2 separate regions of the Sus scrofa genome follow, and region 1 is linked to region 2. Evidence: chromatin contacts called from public Hi-C data. All regions are on one chromosome and are shown on one strand. The core of a region is the stretch at or near the end of the contact, and the rest is flanking DNA. Distances in the headings are between cores, read along the strand shown. Region 1 holds the start of LGALS3BP (galectin-3-binding protein). Region 2 overlaps C1QTNF1 (complement C1q tumor necrosis factor-related protein 1).

Region 1 (3,848 bases), core at 760-3,259, 52 kb before region 2:
GCCCAGCCCCCACTGAGGCCTAGCCGAAGCCCACGGGGTCAGGCAGAAGCTGGGTGTCAAAGGGCAATTCTCAGACGGGGGTGCGACAGGCCTCCACGGGGTCACCCGGCCAGACGTCCAGGACTCCACAAGTTTGTGTGCAAAGGGCACCAAGCTTGTGGCCCTGCAGCATCTGACTGGTCTGTGGGCCCTTTGCCTGGTCCCTCTGGCTCCCCTGGATGAAATGGGGACTCCCTTGGAGACCCTCCAAACTTGCAGCCATGACCTGGGACACCCAGGGCTGCAAGCAGGAGGGAAGACCTGGCTGCCCCCTGGGACCCAGGCACCAGGAGGACACTGCCTGATTTTCTGCAAGGAGGGGTCAACCCTGCAGAGCTGGGGCAGCAGCTTCACAGACTGCGACGTTTCCTGGGGCTCAGCTCACCTTGGGTCCCTGTGACCAGCAGCCACATCCATAGGAGCCATAGAGGGGCCATGGCCTTGCCTGGCAGCACCTGGTCCTGCAGCAGAAGGAGGTGGCTGAGTGAGACGGCGGAGCCGGGTGGCCTCAGACCCTCCTGTTGGAGGGTGGCGGGCAGGCTGGGGGACCCCTCACTTTGTCTGAGGGGTGGTCTCTTGAGGACTCGCCCAGACGAAGAGGGAGGCTCTCGGGTAGTGAAAGCCAGGCCCTGGCCATGGTCGTCGGGGGCAAGGGGGTGGAGGCCAGGCGTGCGGGGCCCAGATTGGGAGGGTCCGGGGAGCCCTCTGCAGGGTGGGGCTCTAACTTCAGGCCATGGACCTTTACAGGAGTGCCCTGAGATCTGCAGCAAAGAACATTCTGGGGCTTCTGGGCCCCATGAGCTGTGGAAGGGAGGGGGCGGGGCAGGCAGAGGGATGCAGGAGGAGAAGGCCACAGAAACGGGGTGGGAGTGGAGGGCCGGGCAGCCGTGAGAGATGCTGGCCTGGGGGTCTGGAGGAAAGGGGACAGGGCTGAGGTTCGAGGGGGAGGCTGAGGGGAGGGAGCAAGATGAGCAGACAGGCTGGGCCCGCTCAGTGTGGTCCTGGCACAGCCACCTCTGAAGGCAGTGTCCCCAAGCAGCAGAGGCTCAGAGAGGTTAGAGACCACCAGGGCCACACAGGCAGCCCTGCTTGGACTTCCTGCCTCCATGTAACTCTCGCTGCTTTGCTTTTCCGGGTCCCCCATGCTGCCCTTCACCTGCCTTCCTCCCCCAGTGGCTGCACACAGGGGTGGGCCGGGGTGTCACTACCACTCTGGTTCAGTAAGAACCCTGGGACCCCCACACCACCCCAGGGTCCAGCAAGCAGGGGTGAGACCGCTTGCTGTTGTGGGTGCCCGTCAAGCCAGGGCCTGGTGACCCTGAGGTGGCGCCCTGGGCCTGCATGAACCAGACTCCCAGGGGCTCCCAGCACAGGGGCTCCCAGCATCCCTGGGCCAAGACTGCTCACAGGGGACTAGCCTGACCCTGAGAAATGGAGCCATTCAGGCACTTGGCATACGGCATGCAAATGTTACCACAGCCTTTCGGGTGGCCATGGCCACCCATTTTTGCCTAACTTGTTTGGGAAGTGGGACCCTGGCCCCCATTGGTGCCCTTGTGCTCTTCCTTTGGACAGGTTTAGCCTGGGCTGGAGCGCGCAAATCTGAGAGAGCACCCGGCCTGAATTCTGAGCCTGCCCGCCCCTTTGGGTGGTGTCCTTGTGCAGCGAACCGCCTGCCCAAACTGTACACAGAAATCCTTTTGGACATGGGAGCAGCAGTGATGGTGCCTGGGTTCAGGAGGAGCACCAGATCCCCAGCTGGGCATGAACAGGGACGGAGAGGGACACCCACCTGAGAGCAAGAGGCACGAGCTTACCTCCCCGGGGCAACTACTGATGGCTTCGCAGGATCCCTCTGCAGACCGACCATCAACCTGGAAAACCCTCCCAGGACTGAGCTTGGTTGGGCTGGTCCTAGGAAAGGCTTCAGAGAGCTCAGTTTAGTTTCAATTTCTAGAAAACCACCTGACACTGCTCTCTTCTGGGGTTGGCTGCTGCCAAGGCTCCCTGGCCGCCCCCTCAGCCCTGAGCGAGGGGTGGGGAGGGGGAGAAGGTGGGGGTGGCTGCCTCCCAGGGCCTAAGTCTGCATCCGGGCTGATTCTGCAGCCGGGCTGATTCTGCAGCCGGAGCAGGGTGGCTGCCAGCCACATTTGTATTTCAACCGTCTTCCTCCCGGGCTGGAGGGGCGCCAGGGGCGGGCGCTGGGGCGGGGCCACCGCTCTGAGCCACTTCCTGGGTCTCAGGCAAAGCCAGCAGTGGGGACACTGCCTCGGGGCTGCTCGAGTACTGTCCCCCCTGCTCTGAGCACTTGACACGCCTGACCCAACTGGCTCACTCCGGTGGGGCGGGCGGAACCTCTGGAGGGAGGTGAGTTGTCCTGTCGCCTCGCCCCCACGCCCTTTCCTTTCCAGAGAGCCAGTGCCGTGGCTCTCTGGGCACGCACCCTCGTCTCACCCCAGCTTGGGCAGCTCTCCTGGGCCGGACCTGGGCCCTGTGGGTCGGAGCGGATGGTGTCAGGGAGGCGTCGCGATCCCAGCCGGCCGGGGGTCAGCTTCAGACTCCTGGAGCAGGACCCTGTTGGGAGCAGGTGGCCTGGAGCTCCTGATGCCTGTGGTGGCCCAGACCCTGCTGAGGACATCCCAGCTGAGGATGGGCGAGGGCAGGCTGACAGATGGAGGACCCGAGGTCCTGATGCCATGGCGTGAGCCCCTGAGACCAGCTGGCCTGAAATTGAGGCCAAGCCCAGGCTGCAAGGCTAAGTGAGGCCATCAACACCCTCTTGCTGTCACCTGCACCCCAAGGCTTGGGACGAGGGTGACCCCCTTGGATGTCCCAATGCCCGTGGACCTGGCCTGCATGTGGGGATCACCCAGGCGTTTCACAAACTCCTGACGCCCAGACCTGTGATGCCTCAGTCCTTGGGGTGGGAGGGCACTGCCGTTAAAGCCCGCGGGTGGCTCCAACATGCAGCCAGGATTGAGAACCACTGCGGAGGCAGTTTGCCCAGCCACCAGGCCAACCATTCAATGAGTGCCCAAGAGGAGAGGAGCCCACCTCGTCCCCGCCAGAGAAGCTGAAGATCCGTGGCGGGGGTGGGGAGCAGCAGAAACAGAAGCGGCAGGAGAGCCTGGGGAGTCCTGACACCCCGCCCAGCTTCAGGAGCCTCGGTGCTGGGGACAGACATGCCAGCACTGTCACGTCTCCTAGCCTCCACTGGTTCCTGCCCCAGAAAGGGGCCATCAAGCTCCGGAGTGCAGGGGAAGCCCTTTGGGAGGTGCTGGTGGCAATGCCGAAAAACGCAAGTTGCCGAGTGTCCTGCTGGGTACGGAGGTCCCGACCTGGAACAAAAGCACAGGGGCTGTGCCCGGCTCTGGGGCCTCCCAGCCTTAGGCCCATTCAGGGACCCGGAACAGGCGTTGAGACCACGCCTCCAGAGAGGCGAGGAGAGACTCCGACAAGGACACCGACCGTGAAGGCCTCGAATCAGAGTCGGCCGGTGGCGACAGAGTGGACGCCACTGCTATTAGCAGGAAGTCACAGCCCAGATGTGCAGGAAGCTCCCTGGGGGCGGACAGAGACCAGAGCCCTCATGGGGTCTGCAGGATATTCTTTCACGCCTTCTCTCCATTTCCCTCAGCAAACATGGGGGGCCACCTGCTGCGCCTGTGACAGGAAGGGACACACTCAACAGTCCCCTCTTTAAGGATCAGAAAGCAGAGGCGGGGGGACACGCTCAGCTAACAGCTGGGGAGGCGAGAGTTGGGATTCCAATCCCCACTTTTCTTTCTTATTTCTTCCCCCCCCCCTTT
Region 2 (3,931 bases), core at 877-3,376:
AAGTGAGGCATATTGTTATGTTTGCCTTTCCGCCAGCCCCACTGGCTCCAGGAGGGCTGCAGCCGCTCGAGGCTGCAGGAGACTCCTTGGAAGAGAAGCTCTAAAGTGGATGCCGAAGGTGACAGGGGAAGGGGGCCGGGGTGGCGTGGGGGAGGGGACCAGGAAATCACATCTGGCTTAATATTTCAGGCCATGGATGAACCTTCTGGGGGGACGGCTGGCTGACATCCATGTCCTGGGGACATCCCCATGGCCTTGAACGAGGGCTCAGCCAGTCTTTTGAGCCACGACAGTGAGGGGGTTTGGGCTGGGCAGCAAGTGTCACTCCCCAGAGGGACAGCCAAGCCCTCGGCTGTGGTCTCTGGGTTGGGAGAAGCACCCTGCTTGATGGAACCTTGAGGCTCCTGGCAGCAGCTGGGGACCCCAGGGGCCCCAGACCTAAGGCAGTTCTGTGAGGAGCAAAGCTCAGTCCAGCCAAGCAGAGGCGTGCCTCCTGGCAAGGCCCTGGTCCTGCCCCCCCTTGGCCCTGGTCCTGCCCACCCCGATGGCCCTGCTCCTGCCCCCCATGGTGCTGCTTCATTCCCTTCGTGTCCTGGGCAGGGGCTCCCCACCTGTCACCCTGGCCCTGGCTTTCTGTCCCTCCTCGCAGGCGGATCAGCCGTGGAAGGCACCAGTGCCTCTGATTTGTAGCAGTGTCATGGTTGTAGAACGTTTTCTAGAAAACCTGGCACACCATCTCAGAGTTACACTTCCCAGAGGGAAGGCCCCCAGTACCCCTACGCCGGGGGCCTCTCTGACAGGCAGCCTCAGACGATGCAGGAGGGGCCTTTCCAGAGCAGGGGAGGGCTGGAAGGGCCCCCCCCGCCTGTCCCTGGAGCTCCAGTGTGGCTCAGCCTCCGCGAGAGGAGAGAGGGCGTGTTGTAACCACTGAGGTCAGAAGCCCCACTCTGAGGGGGCCATGGGGCACCCGGAGCGGGGCGCTGCCTGGACCGGTGCTCTGGCCTGGCGGCCCTTCCCCACCTCTCTCTGCTGACGCCCAGGGCCCTCAGCCCTGCAGAAGGCTCCCTTCCCGCTGGTCAGACCTGTGAGCCCTGGTCTTGACCGAGCCCTCCGCCTGCTCTGGGCCTGGTCACGGGGTCTGGAGTCTGCACATCCCTTACTCTGAAGGACTTCTGCTGGTCAGACTTTACAAACTGTGTTTCCGAGGGTGAGCTGGTGAGCAGGGCGCCCACCGCTGCTTTGTGCTGCCCCCACGCTTTTTCAGAAAACATTAAACTTGGACTTGTGTGTTTCAGCACAGTGGCCTCATCAGTCTGGTCTTTGAACCAAATCCTCGTCCTTTCTGTCCTCTCCCCCCGGGACCCTGCCTCCTGTCTGTTGGAGCCCCGGGGCCCTCAGCTTGTACCTGGGGACATCAGAACCCAGCGGGCACTGGCTGGCCCCGAGCAGCTGCATTCCTCACAGGAACGCGTTTCACGGCTCAGCTGGACCACCCTGCTGGTGCCCTGTAGGGGAGGGGCTGTCTTGCTTCTCCCAGTCGCCAGGGGACCCAGGGGGTGTCCCCGGGCTTGTGGCGCATCACTCCAGCCCCCACCCCTGTCCTCATGTGGCCTTCGTTCCTGAGTCTCTCAGATCCCCTCCCTTCTCTCCCGTCCCTGGAATCGGGGCCCACCCTAAACCCAGGGCACTCTCCCCTCGAGAGCCTTGGCTTCCTTACATCTGCAAAGACCCTATTTCCAGGTAAGGTCACCTCCACAGGCATCAGGGTCAGGACTTGAACATGTCCTTTGAAAGGACACAGTTCAACCCACTGGCACAAACCTGCAGGTCTGAACCCCTCCACCAACAGCCCCTTTTATGCCTGAGCATGAAGAGCAGATGTTTCTTCTTCTCTCCATCATTTGCCAACTGGGTTAGTGGCCAGGGCCCTTAGAGGAGTGCCAGTGGGCGGTGCAGAAGCTGCCTTGGTTCTGCTGGTGCCAGCGGGCTCCAAACAGCTGCTGCCCTTCCTTGGCCTGGTTCTAGAGTGAGCCAGTGCAGTTGAGCTCAGCCTTGGGCTGTGGCCAGGCCAGAGTGGGCGGGCACTGCAATCCTGCTCTCTCGTCAGAGCAGAGGCCACTGGGCAGAGGATGCAGCTGGGAGCAGGGGCCGAGTGCATTTCCCAGAGGCACGTGGTAAGAACCAATCAGCTTTGTACAGGTGCCCACAGCCCGCCCTCGCTCCAGGGGCAGTCACGTGCCACGTGTAACACCTGCTCCCCCACACCCGGCCCCCAAGCCAACGCGTGAGAGGAGGCGGCCTTGCTCTGCAGTCCACCCTGTGCCCCCTTCGATGGCCCTCAGTCTTCACGCTCACTCCACACCCAGGCCCCCTACCCCCAGTCTTCCACCTTCCCGCTGGCATCTCCACTCCGGTCATTCTTTCTCCGAACATGTCCCCTGCTCCTGCTTTGTGCCAACCTGTGTGCCAGGCACCAGGGGCATAATGACAAATAAGCTACGGTACTTGCCTCCTAGAGGACTTTTCTGGGCCTGTCACTGCAATGTGACGTGGATGCTAGCCTTCTCAGAAGATGCACACGCGTGGCACCCCGTTATCTGCGACCCTGCCCCTTGCCCAAGCAGCCCACTGTGCATAGGCTCCTTTGCTTACATCCTGACTCCAGCTGCGAAAAGAGCCCACCCCTGGAAAAGAGCCGGTAAACTCAGAGGCAATACAAATATCCGTGTTTTAGCGAAGGGCCCCAGACGCGGCCGATGACTCAGCCAAAGGAAAGAGTTGCTCATGTTAGGGCTTTAGGAGCCTGTGGCCAGGGCGGAAGCAGCGAGAAAGGCACTCCCAATCCCAGGGGTTTCGGGGCATGTGTGTGTGTGTGTGTGTGTGTGTGTGTGTGTGTGTGTGTGTACACGTGCGCTCAGTGATCATCAGTGCGGGTCACTGGGGACACAATGGCATGAAGGCAAACTCGTTTTATTTGGGTCGCGGTCATGAGGCTGGGAAAAAAATGAGACTTTCTGGCCTGAATCACGAGAAAAACCAGAAGTAAATAAAGCAGAGTAAATAAAGCAAGATGCCCCCATTCAAAAGAGGAGTTTCTCTACCTCCCACCATCACACACAGTCCCTCAAAATGGATCTAAGACCTAAACAGAAGAGCTAAAAGGATAACGTTCGTAGAAATCAAACAAAGCCTAGACGTGAGTCGTCATGACCTTGTGCCAGCGATCATTTCCCACCGATGACACCAGAGCCACAGGGAACACCAGGAAAAACAGACACACCGGACATCCCCGAAAGGTAAAATTCTGTGCGTCAAAGGACGCGTTTAAGAAAGTGAAAAAAAACAATGCAGAACGGAAGAAAGCATTTGCAAATTGTAAATCTGATAAGGGATGTGTGTCCAGAATATATAACAAACTCTTACAACCCAGTAATAAAAAGACAACCCAGATAAAAACATGCAAAGGGTCCCAATAAACATTTCTCCAATAAACACGGGAAAAGATGCTGGACCTCACTGGTTTCCAGGGAAATGCAAGTGAAAGACACAGATAGGGAGTTCCCTGGTGGCGCAGGGGGTTAAGGATCCGGCGTTGTCACTGCTGTGGCTCAGGTTTGATCCCTGGCCTGAGAACTTCCGCCTGCCACCGGCACAGCCAAAAACATTGACCAGCCAACCAACCAACCAACCAAAAAAACCGCAGTGAGTTACGACTTCACAACCAATAGGATGTCTGAAATGAAAATGACAGGAGCAGGCAGGAATGTGCAGAGACTGGAGCCCCCACGCACTGCTGGCAGGAAGGCAAAATGGTACGGACGCTTTGGGAAATTGTCTGGCGCGTCCACAAAATGTTAACGCATAGAGCTCTGGGTAACCCAGCAGTTCCACTTCTAGGCATGTACCCCAGAGCAGTGAAGATACAGGTCTA

What was found. Hi-C and Micro-C count contacts between places; a contact is called where the count stands out from the background.
Region 1: a contact with region 2 is called in a Hi-C map of skeletal muscle, with 2.5 times the contacts expected there. The contact joins the promoter of LGALS3BP here to the enhancer-like site in region 2. A contact is called at or near these places in 1 of 5 promoter capture datasets (liver), 15 of 47 Hi-C or Micro-C datasets (alveolar macrophages, embryonic fibroblasts, epiblast stem cells and 8 more) and 2 of 2 datasets of contacts at active chromatin or transcription factors (alveolar macrophages and skeletal muscle).

What each region holds. Positions count from the first base shown.
Region 1 is chr12:3,210,596-3,214,443 of Sscrofa11.1, reverse strand. LGALS3BP (galectin-3-binding protein) reads right to left here and starts at 2,009. Exons shown (of 7, transcript XM_021066516.1): 1 at 1,857-2,009; 2 at 425-500. The coding sequence starts at 476.
Region 2 is chr12:3,158,721-3,162,651 of Sscrofa11.1, reverse strand. C1QTNF1 (complement C1q tumor necrosis factor-related protein 1) reads left to right here. Exons shown (of 4, transcript XM_021066514.1): 4 at 1-1,297. Among named protein-coding and RNA genes, the nearest start is that of ENGASE, 11 kb to the right of the region's middle. Within about 2 kb of position 2,126, at least 32 of the 83 cell types and tissues checked have an H3K27ac peak or open chromatin away from gene starts, as enhancers often do. A contact at or near this core is called in alveolar macrophages, retroperitoneal adipose tissue, skeletal muscle and 1 more, where this site is marked.